Regions from separate parts of the Zea mays genome. Here regions 2 and 3 are each linked to region 1. The links are chromatin contacts, called in public Hi-C maps. All regions are on one chromosome and are shown on one strand. The core of a region is the stretch at or near the end of the contact, and the rest is flanking DNA. Distances in the headings are between cores, read along the strand shown. Region 1 holds the start of LOC100501212 (WEB family protein). Region 2 holds the start of LOC100193153. Region 3 holds the start of LOC100194228 (Mitogen-activated protein kinase kinase 3).

Region 1 (2,607 bases), core at 43-2,542:
GTGGGAGCGCAATTCCAACTAAAAGGATGCAATGCACGGCTTTGTGTCTGCTACAGAAATGACAATAACAAATCCGCTCACCCTCCAATGGCGTCGAGGAGGACGGTGTCAGAACCCTTGGCCGCGTCGAGCGTCTCATCGGGGAGCAGCACACCGATGGCGTCCAACGCTGAGCCACCCATCAGCTTTCCTGGAACCGGTGGTCGATTCCTACGTCGGGCGTTAGGAAGCAAACAAGGAGGGTCATGATCCTGCTACATGTTCATGCCTAAGAGTTCAAGGGCTAAGGCACCAAGCATTGTATGGTGACGAAGCAGCTTACCTTTGAGGGCGTTGGCGAGGGACAACACGTCCTTGGCGACGGCGACCACCTCCAGCTGATGCTGTCTCCGGGGAGGAGCGTGATGTTGTAGCTCCTCGCCGTCGCGGAGCACCGGAAGCCCGCAACTTTCAGACGCGGTCATGCCCCCACGCCGTCGACGCGCCGACTGGAGATGAATGGGGTTTTGAGCGGCGTGGCTTGCAGAACCGCCACCATCACGTCTCTTGCTTTCAACCCTACACGTGTGGGCGCGTGGGATCTAGGCCCGGCGTAGACGAGCAGGGTGGGTCCAGTTGATGCGTGCGCGGGCGGTGGCGTCGTAGCCCACGCCGGAGAGAAACAATAGTTGTGCCGTCTTTGTCGGTGTCGGGCGCGGACAAGGTGAGTTGGGGGTGGAGGCATCACACGTTGTGTCCGCCAGTGGGGGAGGGGGCGGCGAGATTTCCGAGGGGTGGGTAGCGGGGAGTTGGGGGTGTTGGCGCGCCATTACAAGAGAGGGAGGACGCGAGGGCTACTGGAGCGGCGCGGACACGATGACGTCGTGCGAGGACGGCGCAGACGCGATGCGGGGACGGGGCGGGGACGTGGTGATGTTGGGTGGACGTCCTCGGTAGATACATATGATGTAGTAGAGATTTACTTTTTTATAAAGTTTACAGTTTATGTATAACATCTCACTTTAACGGACTCTATTTAGTTAGAGTGGTTAGCTAAGTTTAACTAAAGAGAGCCAATTTTAAAAACTGGATAGTTTGGTGAGTTAGATGGCTAATATATTAAAGAGTTATTTGTTGTTGAGTAATCAAAATTTAGCTTGATAATCATTTGGTTAGAGTAAACCTAAACCAACTGTGTTCATCGGGTCCTCCCCCGCTCGTGAGTTGTGAACCGGACCCATCCCAATTCCTTGTCGAGCTCCTCGAAACTACCACCGCCCCCTCGTTTTTTTCACAGCTTCACCCGACGAACACGGCACCACGAGCCCCGCACGGCCGCAACCCACCCAGATTTAGACTCTCCCACCGCGGCTGCATATCTCTCCCCCACCCGCACTCCGGTCGTCCCATTACCCTCTGGCATTGGTTGTCGATTTCTTCGTTCGTGCTTGGTAAGAACTCCCCAAATTGCTGATTTTGCTCCCATTTTGTTTGTAGAATCGTCCCTTTACACTAAGGCCTATAACCGGAATCTTTGCCTATGCTTCAACGCCCCGATTCGTCTGGTTTCGTTGTGGATTTGTTCTCTGCGTGGTGGGGCTATTGCAAATGTAAAGCTTGTTTTCTTTTGTGTGTGGTTCAAGTTCAACTGAACCCCCCTCCACCATAATATGCACACCGAGAAAGGCCATTGTTGTTGCCATAATATTGTATCAGATTGTCATGGGTGAAGCTCTACACTGTGGAATGTTTAAGCCCTAGATTGAATCTTGTTTCTAGGATCCATGGGGTGGGGAAGAGCAGAAAGGTTGGGAGCAGGCGTGTTGTTTTTTGTGCTGCATGTAATCCAGGATTCACTGGTTTTCATCAAGGATTTGAATGTCACTAACCTGTCATACTGGTGACAACCAATTCCTGGTATTATGGCTCAAATATGCGATTTTGAAAGGTCGAGAAACCATAGATTATTATTTTCTTCATGCTGCCTAGTAATTTCTTCACTCCATTTTTTATCATGTTCAACTTCATTATTATTGACTTCACACCCCAATGACTTTCCTACCACCATCTTTGTTTTAACTCATTTTTTTCCTGTTGCAGCTTGCGTAAAATATTTAAATAAATGAAGGCAAATATGGGCACAAAAGCTCGTCCACCATCTGCTGATGCAGAAAAAGGGGAGATTGGCGAAATAGATACAAGGGCTCCAATTCAATCTGTTAAAGCTGCAGTGAGTTTATTTGGTGAGGTCCGCTTTTCATCTGACAAATCAGCTGAAAGAAAGCCCAAGGCTCCTCAAACAGAGGTAATCAAACATTTTTCTTTATCAAAGCTGTTCCCCCTTCTCCCCTTTGTTTATCTCTATTTTAGACCTGAGTATGTCCTGACAATTGGATGGGATGGTTACTCAAAATGAGAAAATCATGGAGACAGGGCATAAACAATTGCACTGCGGTAATTAATATTGCCACTGTGGAACGAACCTTAAAATAGATAGGACTAGAATACATAAAAAAACTACGTGCCCTGATATTCTCTCTTTTGTTTGCTACAGTTGATTTGTCAGACTTAACAATTTCACATTTGTGTTATGTTTTGGAAGCTTTCTGGAAATTCTGCAGAATAAAA
Region 2 (2,607 bases), core at 63-2,562, 430 kb before region 1:
TAACATTAAAGTGTATGGAAGCACATATATGAAAGTTATAACTGACCTAGACAACAGTAAAGAGGCCTTCTCGATTAGTGTTCAAACCACAACACTGTGGTTGCATTAATCCTCAACACAAAGGAAAATACTATAGTATGGGAGTATCAATGCTATTTAATGGACTTTTATTACATTCTCTATGACCAAAACATCATGGAGAATGCGGTTTTTTTTCAAACGTATGAATATGTGAAAGAATCTAAAACAATAGTGTTCTTAATAATTTGAAATACGATCTCAACCTCTACTAAATAAACAACAGTGAAGGCTCTCATTTTTCCGCCTATTCCGAAAGAAGAATCATGTAACCTCTGCTAACAAACATATAGCGCCAAGGCTAAAAATAATAATGACTTTCGTGTTCATTGTATCTCCATCATCCTTCGCCATTTAAACACAATATTTAGTAAAGGACGTGCTACAAGATTAATCAACAACCGAGAGTAATCCATCACCATACCTTGTTAAAACATTGTATTCTAGCCGTATTCGAAGTAATAATAAACATGAAATACATAACAATGGTCTTGCAGCACGTAAAAGCAAAAGGAGGAGGCAGTGCCCTTCGGCCACTAGCAGTCCTTGAATCAAGTAAAAAAAGGAAAAAAGAAAACAACAGTGACTACAACAAATAATTATCGATAACTGTTAGTTAACCAATCCAAAAAACAATCTAATGCTTGCACGGGCAGGAAATTCTACGATTCTAAACTAGACGGAGCTATAAAACATAAGTAGTCATTTGTGTGTTGTATAAGAACACAGGCATGAATTGAAAAGAAAAGTATTAATGAAGGAACTGAAAGATTGTAGGGTAAATCGTCTAGAATGGTTAGAGGAAATATAAGTAACAGTTCTGTTACCATGTGTTATATGAAGGGTTTTATATTAAAGTGATTTGAGCATATTCATGTAGTAAAGTCACAGTGCCTTTCACGAATATCACATACCTAATTAATACTAACAGTTATCCCATTCTTCCTAGGGATAAAATGGATATTCATTTGATAAGGAAAATGGATGTCATAATGGTAAAACTATATACATAATGAGAACTGATGCTTGATAGAGGAGCAGTGATATGGTACATATATCCTTTGTCTCACAATCTGAACCTTTCTTCCTGCAAAGTGGAACTGTTAAGTGCCAAATACCAGAATGCAGTGTCCTAATAAAGTTGGTCAATATAAACATAACGTTGGCAACCCAACAAGAAATCGTGAATATATAAAGCTGCTCTCATGAAAAGGTTAAACATATATAAGTGAAAAAGAAATAATTTTATTTTTCTTTATAAGCATGTATATCAGCAGGGAGAAAATCAATTGAAAAGAAATTAACACTAGAATTCAAATAAAGGTTCTCAAGAATTCATGCAATGAAGAAAAGATCTCATCTTCTAGGGCATGTGCCTGGAAAGTTAGATTATGTCCACTTTATAGAAAGAAGTTGAAGTAAGCAAAGATTGAAAGAAATTTTGCACTATATACATCAAACTGTGAGACCACAATTAAAAAAGTTAGGTCACGGTGTATTTTCAGCTTTGTGACTAATGATTATTTTGAGCCATTCATACGTAGTCTTAAGTTGTTTTGTATTTTTATTACTTGAAGTGTCTAGAAATATTTATTTCTATATGAACATCAAGTTTCTCCATGTGAATAGGCAAGGGAATGGTCATTGCATTGTCAGCAAATTGACTTTCTTCAGGAAAGTAGTACCTTAAGTGGTGCAGGCATCACAGTGTATCAGGCTAGTCTTGTGGCCTAGCTTCGTTGATATGATGATATCTTTTAACAATCAAATTCAGGATTTAATCTCGAATACTGGGCTGCTACGTGCGGTAAAGGGTGATGACTGTCTTTTGTGATCAGCCAGATTGGCTTCAAGTATGGGCAGAGATTGAGAGACATGACAGTCTTAATATGCTGCAGGCACCAATTGATTTAGAGAAAAATCAAGGAACGATGCTTGAGCACAACTCAATTGATTATAAGTCTCCAGTAAGGAAAAGAGAAACATCTCGACCTCACCTTGTCTATTGTGGCATCCGGCGTGGAAGCACAAGACGTCGTAGCATATGGCGTGGAAACATCGGAGGAGCTCCGGCCACCGCTACTGGCAATCTCGGAACCCCACGACTTCTTGGCCTGTGGAGCGGTCTTCCCCTGAAGGCCAACTCTAGGTGCCATAGAAAATGGAGCGAATCTTCGGCGGTGAGAATGGGGACAGATTGGAGCAGCAGCTGTGGTGCAGGCATAAGTTGAGCGGTGGGAGGAGAACCAAGCATAGCAGCTTTAGGTACCGGCAGCAGCACCAGCACCGCCCCATCTCCGGCTCTGCTCCCTCCTGCCGCGCTTGCTGATTGATGGCAAAAAAATCCGAGATCTGAGATGCGCTGCAGGCTGGTGCCGTACTTGCAGTTGTCGCCATCGCCGCCTACCAAGCACACGTTGGTGGCGCCGTCCGCAGCACCCATGATGCCGCATCGGAGCAGCACGTCGCGGAGATGAGCGTCGTGCCACACGGATGTAGAGATGTCGTGCGCCACCGGACGGGAGCCTG
Region 3 (2,607 bases), core at 68-2,567, 390 kb after region 1:
GCCCTCTAAAGCGACTCCCTGATCCAAAGTTTGGGCTACCACCATACAACCAGAGTGTGGAGGAGATCCCGCGTGAACGTCCATGGAAGTACAGGAAGGAGACCCTGCTTGGGCACCCTCGGGGGCTGGGTCATAGTTGGCACTGCACTACGCTATAGAGGGCTAGTACTAAGCAATGGTTAAGTAATAACTACTTACTAAGTAATAATTATATACTAACTAATAACTTCCCACATCTAACATAGTTATAAAATTCTATGAATATGACAAGAGCAATGGGTTATACCTTAGGTCGCAGTGGAGTCAAGGTGCCAGTGGCGGGGGTGGTGGAGTTGGACAGCCTCCTGTCTGAAAATAAGCAACATAGCACTGTTAATGAAAATTTCGATAGCACCTCCCTTATATGGGGAGATTTCTAAAATCTACATAGAAATTGGCAGCACAATGACTGACATACATACTCAGTAGCAGACAAAAACACGATGGCTGCATGCACATTCAGTCACTGCAAATAACGACTAAATGACAATCTACTTAATTGCACCAACTAAATAACAAAATTACAAGCTAACCAACAAAAATGTAAGTAACCTAACTATATTAATTTGATAACAAAATTATAAACTAACAAACATGTTTGCAAACTTCTAGCTAAAATAGCAAATAAAGATGTTACCTAAGTAGAAAGTAAGCTAAATAAAATACAGAGTAACTACATAATTTGCTAAGTAAATAATAAATCCACTAATTAAATCTAGAGTATATACTAAACTAACTAAATCAAAATAAACCAGATTATATACTAAACTAACTAATCAAACCACTAACTAAACTAAATCCACTAAATCTTCTAACTAAATTAAATCCTCTAACTAAATTAAATCCACTAAAACTAAACTTATTGGGGCAGTATGAGGCGAGCTCGAGGGAGTGACACCAGGCACGGAGGCGAAGAAGGGGGCGCATCAGTACTAGGCGGGACGAAGCGGTGGTGGTGGTCGGCGGGCAGAGTGAGGTGCAGTGAGGGAGAGAGCGCGAGAGGGAAAAGCCGACTGAGCATATTTATCAGACCTTGGCATCAAGGTCTGTGCTGCTAAGGTCTGACACGTCATCCGTCACGTCATCGAGCCTACGCTAGCGTCAGCGTGACCCTCTGCTCGACGCCAAGATTTATAACGTCGAGCAATATTATTTCAGGGTCAAGCTGAGGATCTAAAATAAAGAATATTTTATTCAGTGTCTAAACGTTAATATTTTTTTTAAAAATAAGCTAAAATATATATAAAAAATCGGGCACTACCACTGTCCACTACCTCACGCAACCACCACTGCCTCACGCAACCACCTCAGCCCGGTCCACCTCTACCACCGGCCACCCACTGCCTCCACCCCCGCCCTAGATCACCACCGCACTCTCAGGCGCAAGAACGAGCTCACCAGGCAAAGTCACGGCGGCGACCTCCGCCTTCCAGGTCTCGCCCTTGCTGGCGCGCGCCTCTGCTCACCACCCAGCGCCGCGTCTTCCTTCTCCAGTCCGGTCGCTGGCCGACCGCCAGCGCGGCTCCGGGCCCTGCTTTCCGCACGCCCAAGCCTGCGCGCTCCGGACGCACCTCTCCTGCTCTTCTGGGCTTGGGAAAGAGAAGAAACCAGCATAAAAACACTAGATCTGTGAAGGATTTGAGGAAGAAACCAAACCGAAACCCTAGTGACGATGCTAGAGTTCGGACCTCGCTCTGAGTCGAAACGACCAGAGACCGCTGCCTTCCCTCCCCATTTTCCTTTCCCATGAACCAAGCAGCGTATGAGCTTTCCATCCCTCCTCATTTACCTATCCCACCTCTCATATCCCGTTATCCAAACGGCACCTCAGGGTACTGCAATCCAGAAGCAGGGGCCCTGGCCTCAGCGCACCTGGATGGCAGGGCTGGAGGAGTTGAAGAAGAAGCTACAACCCTTGCTGTTCGATGACCTGGACAGAGTTGGCGCCAGTACCAGGGTGCCCTTACCAGAAGATACTTGCGATTCCTACGCAGTAAGCACGCCCTGGTATTCTTGGCCTATTCTTCATTGGTATTTGCAATTGTAGTTATCTGGTACATTATGACATGTTAGCCAACTCGTCTAATAAGGTGGGAGACTTGGAAAGTCGATTGATGGCTTTAACTCTGCCTCTCTGCGTGGTACATGTACATGCTCAATTGTTTTTTTTTGTTTAATTTGAGGATTAGCAACCAAATGAACACAGATAGGTTTATGCTTTGTTTACGTTCCTTGTGATTTTTCTGTTGTGTACCCTCTTATGTAATCCCCAGAGGGTGGTCTTAATACACCCTAATCTATTGTGATGAACAGAGCAGGGTCTGCTGTAGCCAATGAGATTGGATATAGTGGACATAATCACATCGATTTTGTGGTTCAATACTCCAATTACCTTCTATAAGTTTTTATTGACTGCTACATATCACACTTTGGCTCATTTGCTTCTGTTTCCTGAATGTTTTGTTTATAATTTATTTATTTCTCAGTACTGGAAGTCAACTCGTTTGGATATGCAGCTTCCCTTTTTCAGTCAACTCTTTTCTAATGTCTAAACCCAGATTTTTTATG

The links. A called contact is a pair of places that touch in the nucleus more often than the background predicts.
Region 2: a contact with region 1 is called in a Hi-C map of tassel, with 3 times the contacts expected there. The contact joins the promoter of LOC100193153 here to the promoter of LOC100501212 in region 1. A contact is called at or near these places in 2 of 25 Hi-C or Micro-C datasets (ear and tassel).
Region 3: a Hi-C map of ear shows a contact between it and region 1, with 2.4 times the contacts expected there. The contact joins the promoter of LOC100194228 here to the promoter of LOC100501212 in region 1. A contact is called at or near these places in 2 of 25 Hi-C or Micro-C datasets (ear and tassel).

What each region holds. Positions count from the first base shown.
Region 1 is chr3:97,841,861-97,844,467 of Zm-B73-REFERENCE-NAM-5.0, forward strand. LOC100501212 (WEB family protein) reads left to right here and starts at 1,293. Exons shown (of 3, transcript NM_001195994.1): 1 at 1,293-1,430; 2 at 2,080-2,284. The coding sequence starts at 2,102.
Region 2 is chr3:97,409,187-97,411,793 of Zm-B73-REFERENCE-NAM-5.0, forward strand. It overlaps LOC100193153, which reads right to left and starts at 1,313. Exons shown (of 16, transcript NM_001358658.1): 1 at 1,088-1,313. The coding sequence starts at 1,236.
Region 3 is chr3:98,229,248-98,231,854 of Zm-B73-REFERENCE-NAM-5.0, forward strand. It overlaps LOC100194228 (Mitogen-activated protein kinase kinase 3), which reads left to right and starts at 1,318. Exons shown (of 9, transcript NM_001279806.2): 1 at 1,318-2,032. The coding sequence starts at 1,802.